2 separate regions of the Mus musculus genome follow, and region 1 is linked to region 2. The links are chromatin contacts, called in public Micro-C maps. All regions are on one chromosome and are shown on one strand. The core of a region is the stretch at or near the end of the contact, and the rest is flanking DNA. Distances in the headings are between cores, read along the strand shown.

Evidence for each region. A called contact is a pair of places that touch in the nucleus more often than the background predicts.
Region 1: a contact with region 2 is called in a Micro-C map of trophoblast stem cells, with 2.3 times the contacts expected there. The contact joins two enhancer-like sites. A contact is called at or near these places in 5 of 484 Hi-C or Micro-C datasets (bone marrow-derived macrophages, megakaryocyte progenitors, trophoblast stem cells and 1 more) and 1 of 115 datasets of contacts at active chromatin or transcription factors (astrocytes).

What each region holds. Positions count from the first base shown.
Region 1 is chr6:145,786,954-145,791,040 of GRCm38.p6, reverse strand. All of the region lies in intron 1 of Rassf8 (Ras association (RalGDS/AF-6) domain family (N-terminal) member 8), which reads right to left. Among named protein-coding and RNA genes, the nearest start is that of Gm15704, 41 kb to the right of the region's middle. Within about 2 kb of position 2,665, at least 13 of the 459 cell types and tissues checked have an H3K27ac peak or open chromatin away from gene starts, as enhancers often do. A contact at or near this core is called in trophoblast stem cells, where this site is marked.
Region 2 is chr6:145,543,610-145,547,714 of GRCm38.p6, reverse strand. All of the region lies in intron 1 of Gm38475 (a long non-coding RNA gene), which reads left to right. Among named protein-coding and RNA genes, the nearest start is that of Gm38475, 69 kb to the left of the region's middle. Within about 2 kb of position 1,599, at least 56 of the 459 cell types and tissues checked have an H3K27ac peak or open chromatin away from gene starts, as enhancers often do. A contact at or near this core is called in trophoblast stem cells, where this site is marked.

The DNA of each region.
Region 1 (4,087 bases), core at 1,416-3,915, 240 kb before region 2:
TTTGTTTGTTTGTTTGTTTTTTGTTTTTCAAGACAGGGTTTCTCTGTGTAGTCCTGGCTGTCCTGGAACTCACTCTGTAGACCAGGCTGGCCTAGAACTCAGAAATCCACCTGCCTCTGCCTCCCAAGTGCTGGGATTAAAGGTGTGGGCCACCACTGCCTTGCTTGCTTTTTTTTTTTTTTAATTATAGGTAGTTTCTTCTGGTTTTGTTTTACACTTCCTCCTTGAGAAGCAATGCCAAACACCTGTCTCTGAAGAAGAGCCCACTCCAAGTCTTCTCCTTGAGCTGACTTAGTCTTGAGCTAACTGTGTTTAAAAACCAACTAGGTTGTAAGAAGTAAGTCCTTTATCAAACAAACTATTTGCAAATATTTTCCATTTCAGAAGAGTTTCTTGTCCCTTTTTTGAACCCAAGTTTTATTTCTGATATCTAGTGTACTCTTCTGTTGCTCTGGAACTTAGTGTTCTATACAAGGAGCTGCTGTCTGCTTCCTGAGGAGTCACACCTTAGCTCAAGAGGTTTTGATTTTTCTTCTTTACTTTAAATCTCTTATTACTTCCATTCAGTCGATGAAGTGAGAATGAGGCCACCTTCTTTCTTTTGCACATGGACACCTACTGGATCTGCAACATGGTCTGTCCTTATTAGGTCTTAGTTTGTTCCAATAATGTTTAATGGCATTTTGTGTCTAGCTTCTATAATTTTTGTAGAATTGCATCCCTAATCATTTTATTCTTTTTCGTAGTGCTTTATGCAAGCATTTTAAATTTATTTTGTGATGGCTCCTCAGTAGGGTACAGAAACACAACTGACTCCTGATCTGTATGTAACAGCAGTCTGGCAATGGATCACTTGGGATTTTCTACACGTTGTTTCCCAGTGGCAGCTCGATCCTTCCTCTTTCTCCCTTCCTTGTCTCATGCATGGCACACCTAAATCTGCTAGGGTGCAGGTAAGCCCGGAGAGGAGAAAGGCTTCAGGAAAACTGGGGCGCGGCAGCTCAAGCCACTCATGAAGCCATATTTTAAAAGACTGAACTGTCTGCAAGGAGGTCAAAGGCAGCCATCTGAACTGGGGCCATACTCAGCCTGCTAGTGCACTGGAAGAGCCTTCTGGTAGGCAGGTTGCCACCTAGGCTTGACCCAGTGTCCACCCAAGGCCTGGTTTCTTCAGAGCGGCATGGGCCATCAGAATAATAGCTGGAGCCAGCCACAGCAAAATCCTGCTGAGTGGTGTAATCTTTCTGTGATTCCAAGTTTTACTAAGAAATTAAAGATACATTGTTTGGCTTCTACTCCTAGTAAAGAAGAAATATATTTGGTCTTACCAAATGGTTTTGGTTTTATTATATTTTAGCACACGACTTACAGGTTTTTTCAGTTCTTGCTGTTTTGTTTTTTATTTTTATTATGTGCATGTGTGCCATGCATAGACACATGCATGTGAGTGAGTGCAAGAGCCTTAGGAAGCTGCAAGCATTGGATCCCTGAAGCTGAAGTTGGTGTGGGTGCTAGGAGCTGAACTGGGGTCCTCTGGAAGAAGAGCTAAGTGCTTCTACAGCTGACCATCTCTCCAGCCTCAATTTTATTTCTTCTAGTAAGAGATGTTATAGTAGGATTTTTTTAACTCCATACACTCAAATATGTTTAATTATTTTTAAATTAAAAGACATATTTTCTAAAGGTGAACAATCTCTAGAGCTGCTTCTATTTCACCAAGAATGAAGTCCCAGCATGGCCATGCCCATTCCTAAGGCTTGTGTGATATTTATGATTTTGTTTTAATGACTACCACAAATAACAGGATGAAATAATATAATGCTTTTAAAACATAAACATTTAAAAGAATAAAAAGTTGTAAGAAATATTAAATATTATTCTTTTCCTTCAAACACTATACTTTTGTTTATGATAGGAATTCCAATCTTTTATCTCCCTCACCTTGTAAAACTCTTATGCAAATGTTTTAATCCCCAGTTGGTAAAACTTTTGCTTACACAAAGGCACATAAGTGACTTACACGGTCGACCTCTTTCTTTCCATCCTTCATTTGCTTTACTTGAGTCATTAAAAATGAGATAATTGCAAGAGACTGAGGTTGGACCCCAGCGAGTGAGTAAAGACAGTTACTCTCTGGGTTAAAATAAAACAAAGTGTGCTTCCTGTCCTGTGTGTTAGCATGCCCTGGGGCTTGTTGCACTCTTCTTGGTAAAAAGAAATTCCCTGATAATCCTGTGTTCTCTTTAATCCTGTGTTCCTTTGTGTGTTAGCAAGATCTGTTTGTTTCTAACAAGGTTCTTCTCCAAGGTTCAGAGTCTACAGACTCCAACCGGAAAGTGTAGTAAGTTTCCTTAGTCCAGAGTAAACTACAGTGCTTAGCAATGCGCAAGCCCTTTACAGATGCGTCAACAGCAATGAGATCAGAGTGAAGGGCTCTGCATCATGAACCATTTGGGCTGTGTTTAGTAGTGGACACTGCTTTCTGTGCTCCGACTTCAACATCTTGCCTCTTCTATGAAATTAGGTCCAGGCTCCTAAATATTTTTGTGGATGGTTCAGCAGGTGAAGTTCTGGCAAAGGAACCCTGGTGAAGACAGGGGAGGCTCTGCTTTCTGACCTGTTCAGCAGCTCATGAAGCAAGGTGGTGTCCTGGGTGTGTGAGCCCTGCAGCAAGGGCAGCTCTCTAGCAGGGAGTCCACAGAAAGCACCTAGGACGGTGTGTTCATGCAGTGTCTCTAGCATTCTGGTAAATTCCATCCGGCTGGGATTTTCCTCTGCCTCGGGACCTTGACCTCAGTACCATAGGATGGAAACTACTATAGTGCAGAATTTAAAAGGAAGAAGATACTGTCACACTGAGTTATGTGGACAGATACATCGAGCTGCTCTCAAACAACTCTCTTTACGAGCAGCCCAGACTCTAGAGAGAAACTTTGGTAATGTTCAGAGATGTTAAACTTTATAATTGCCCAAGAAGTGTGCTCACTCAGGATAAAGCCTACACAGGATTCTGTAGTTCATGAGGCTTTCCCAAAGATCTCCACATGTAGACAACTCTAGCATCTACAAAGACTCCTCTGCCAGGTCCTATGTAACAAGACAGAGTGACAACGTTCAGACTGACTAAGATGAAGAACACAGCTGAGACGCGAGGGTTGCACTGAGGGATTATTAGGAGATCTTAAGATCGCAGGCCCAACAGAAGCAAATCCTTACCTAAAAGACAAACCAAAGCACTAGATCTTAGAATCAGAGATTAGTTAGATAACCTAAAACAAAGCCAAATGAGGAAACAAAACAAAAACCTAACTAAATGACAACAAGACCACTAAATCAGCCTGTGATATCTTCCAAGTTTTCCAAAGTTGAAACAAACAGTGGATGAATATTCCCTCAAAAGAAAACCTCTTGGCTCTGTGAAGGTCTAAACTAAAAGCAGAGAGTCCAGCCTTGAATACTGGGACTGCCTAACAGGCAAAGCCCATGGTGAAAAGAAAAATAACTAGTACTGACAAGAACTTAGCAAACACCAGCTAACAGCAGGCCTTGCAAGCAGCCTGACACTGAGCTGGAGTGTGGTCAGAGTCATGGCCCCTGCTTCTGCGGCGAGTACAGCCAGGTCCTTATTGAAAGATGAAAAGATGAACTATGACTGAGAACAGGCAGAGGACAACTTCAGAACACCACTAGCATGCTATTCATCTCAATCTCATTTACTTTTACAAAGAATATTCAAACAAAATAAGTTCAATTATTTTACAAGTCAGCATTTCTTACAATTACAGTTTAATATTACATCATAAAACACACACACACACACACACACACACACACACACACACACACATGCACTCACAAGCTCAGCAACATCTTTACAAAAATGAAGAAACTGTCCACATCTTGGCAAACTGAGATGAGTAACAGCACACTAGAGAACACAGATGAGAGTTACAGGAAAGCCAATTTATGCAGCCTGGCACATTTATGTGCCTTGTCATTTCAGTGTCTTCATGGCCAAGTGGCCTATCAATGGACTTGATATCAATTAGTTTCTATTTCTAAGTTTGTCTGTCCCTGACTTAAGACT
Region 2 (4,105 bases), core at 350-2,849:
AAACAGCTTTGAGGCAGTCTGAGGCCAGATCAGGCATCCCAGCACCCACAAGGGTGGATCCGGTTAGGGCCACTTCCTCGGTTGTCATTTTCTGTTAACATGTAAGCTCTCACAAGTAATAGACAGTTCTGTACCAATAGTGTATATAATGTGCAAGGTGCATAGATCAGTTAAAGATGATTCTTTGTTCTTGTTTGAGCAGCTGAAAATTATCTGTCTGTCTTTATAAGTTAGTTTGGATCGTGTAACAAAACTGTAACATAGACTAATATATATGCCACTTAAAACAATGGCATGGTAAGTCCTGAAGACTTGGTTGCCAACAAGATTTATTGACTACACACACACACACACACACATACATTCATATTCATGTCTCAGTTGGTCTCAGAGCTTTTCTCATGTAGACAGAACAGATATATATTAACCTATCTTGTTGATATTGCCAATCTCTCTCTGTCTGTCTGTAGCCAAGATATTCAGGGTGTCTTCCCCGGTCAAATCTTATTTCTAATAATTTAGATGGAAGATAACCCTGCCCCAACCCTAACTCTGGGTCCTTATATTGACTACTAGAAAATATCTTTCCTAGGGCAAAATTATTTTTGCCAACAGAAAAAGCATTATCTTTCAAAGTGAAATTATAAATATACCTTATGTAGATAAATATGTCTATATTCCCCTTTTTCTTTATATAAATTTGAGATCAATATGTATTTACCTTTTAGATCATTAAGGATATATTATTTATTATTAAGCAAAAACCTAGATAGTACTTTTATGGAAAAAATGTGTCATTTTGGATGTTTGCAAATTGCTATATCTTATAAATTGTAGTGACATTCTGAATTTACTTAAAATCTTTAAAATTCTTCTATGTGTTAGTAAAGTCAACCAATAAAAATATCCTTCCTGTTTCCCTGCTATTAGGGAAAAACAAAAACATTCAAACAAAATCCAAGCAAGGAAACAAGAGAATTCTAAGTTGGGGGCCAGCTGTGTTAGGTTATCTCACAGGCCTTGGAAGTCAGGCGTTGCCACACTGTACCTGAGCCCGTGTAGCAGCAAGCGCTAACAAACATCTCACAGCCAGAGAGCTCTGAGTTCCAGCTGCCACCAGTTTCCTTTTTTCTTCCTCTATTTTTCCTGACTAATTTAGCGTTCCATCTTTCAGATCTCTCTTTACCCAAGTCTGTTTCATTTGATCTTCCTCAGAGAGGGCACAGAAACCATGGTGCTACTGAATGTGCTGTCGCTAGCTCCATGGCAACAAGGAAAAACAAAACCGTACAAGATCCAAGCGCCTTCTGCTGGAGTGTTTTCCATTTTTTAACATGGAAAGTATTTTTCCCTTTAATCTCTGACTCGCTTTAGGGATGTCGATTTACCAATTTTAAACTTAGTGCCTCCGCAGTTAGGACGCTTGGGGCTGTTAGTTTTATTGCAGCTCAGAAGCAATGTTCCCTTTGAACTTCTGGGTCTCTGCAGGCTCCTGGGGTCAGCAGGTGTCTAAGGCAGCCAGCTCCGCCTCCTCAGCTCCGCCCCGCCCCTCAGTGCAGCTCCGCCCCCTCAGCGCAGCTCCTCCCCCTCAGCTCAGTCCAGAAGGTTGCCCCACTGGTTCAGCCTCCTGCCTTCCTGGCCAGGCCTCTCCAACCCACTGGGCTTCTGCACTGCTTCAGGCCTTCACCCACAGCCTCAGGCCTAGCTCTCTCTAGGGCTTCTGTCTGCTTTTGTTCTCTCTCTCTCTCTCTTTTTTTTTTTTTTTAAAAAGACCAGGCCTCTTGTCCAGCTGTGCTGACTCCCCCACCCCCACCCTTTTACCCAGGCCTTGTCAAGCTGTAAGCTTGGATTCTAACTGCTGTTAAGTTGTGGGCCAATTTATAGTAGAATTAATATATTCTATCTAGCTTGTATAAAAACCTTACAATACTGGTATTTATTTACAAGCTGTAAGCCTAGATTGGGCAGGCTTAGTTAAAATTGAGCTATTCTAACTTACATCCCAGCCATATGTCCCTTGTCACTTGCTGATCCTCCTGGCCACGTGCTCATGGTCCATCTCCTTTCATGGAGGCCTCCTCCTCCCTCTGTGTCCTTTCTTCTCTTCTCTGCTCTCTTTCCTGAGACCCCTCACGCAGTCTTCAAGTCCTGCCTTTCTCTCTCTACTGCCCAACCACAGGCAGTTATTGACTGATTAACTTGGGGAGCAAAGGTTTTTATTGACCAATTAAGTTGGGGAGCAAGGCTTACAGAGTATCATTTAGTGTCGTTGGGGATCTCCTAATTGCAGGCAGCCTAATCTTGAGAGCCAGTATTTAGCATTTGTGTACATGGCAGCATCAAACCAACTCCAACAGAGACATTTCATGGAGGAAAGCGTGAGTGGCCTGGGTCAGTGACACCTAAATGCTGGTTGTCACGAGGACAAGAAGCTGAAGTCGCCTATAGGTCTGAGATGAGGCAGACATGGAATGAGCAAGTGACTGACTTGAAGTGTCCTGAGCAGGTGGTTAATACCCACCAAGGAGCTGTGGAAGGGGGCGTGGTTTACTCAGGTTCTCAGTTTGAGGGGTGTAGCCTGCCCCAGTGGTAAAGGTGTGGTGGTGGATTGTTCTCCACTGTAGCAATGGGGACATAGGCTGTGAGGTCACATCTTACCAGAGCAGGGAGCAGAGAGGGTGAACAGGAAGCAAGGCTGAGTTACAACCCTCATGACCCGCCCCTCACCTCCAATAGTGACTCACTTCCTTCTGCCAGACTTCACCTCCAAACAACTTTCTAAAGCAGCACAGTTGGGCAGTCATGTTCAAACACTGAGGATGGCATAGCTGTGTGAGCTTGCACAAGATACTTAACCTCTCCAAACATCCACTTCTTTGTAAGTAACACCATGGTAGTGCTACCCTGAGGACAGCTATAAGCACGCAAGCAAATGCATGTTTCTCATTGTCATGTGTAGCGAATGTGAAATGTAGCGAATGTGTAATGCCTGCTAGAAGCATCGACTTCTTTGTGGCTGTGTAAGTACCATGTGCCACTGAGAGACCCGTCTCCACCACAGACTGCTGTTCTACTCAGCTTAGCCCGCGTTGTCTTAGACGATATCCAGGTTGCCGTTCACTCCCGCATTCCCCTTACATCAGATGGTCTCTGCGTACTGTTTATGGAGTCACTCCTGTGTCTGACGCTTCAGATGTGCTGCGGGACGTGTGGGAGGCCCAGCGCTGTTAGCTCCAGAGACTGTTGCCATTGATCTCCTTGCTGATTCTTGACAGAGCCTTAAGGCTACTAAGAATCCAATGACTGAGATTATCATAGCTTTGAAGTCATCCTCCATTCTTCCCACCAGGACCTCTAAAAATAAAACTGGCAGGCCAGCCCAGAGCTTGGATGTCTGCTCAGGCGTGACCCCTTCTGTCCCATGGTTTATCCCTGATGGGGTGATCTGAATCACCTCGCTGTGGCCCTTTACTGATAACTATGTTTACTCCAGAGACTGCGGACATCTCAGCCACCCTCCAGTCCCTTCTTGAAGAGAGCTGTCTGTCTTTGCAGAGATCCCTTGTTATCTGTGTCAAGAAAACCTGTGTTCAGTTGTTGAGGCATGCCGACTAAGTCTATTTAAACCCGCACAGAATTTCGGTACCAGTGTATGTGCGCTTGGAGTTAGTTGATTGTCACTTTTATTCAATTAAGATGCTTGTGGTTTGTCAGGGATTTATGTTACTGAACCCTGGATGACTTGTCTCTAACACTAAGAGACAGAGTCCAGCTTACTTACCCCCCTCACTTCTGGGCAGGATTTTATGCATCCCAGGCTACACCTCTTACATAGTCGAGGGTGACCTTGAACGCCTAATCTCCCTGTTGAATTCTGGGATCACGGTGAGTGGCACCACACATGGATTGTAGTTTGGAGGTTCAAATCGGTGTCTTTATAACGCTAGGCAAACACTGCTGACTGAGCTGTGTCCTCAGCCCCATGTCACCTGTTCAGGTGGGATTCCTGCATCCTGGTTTGTTCTCCAGTGCTGCACTTCCGGTGATGACTGGATGCACAGACATGTGGCCCTTCTTGGTCCATCCTGTTCTGTAGAGGCTCTGT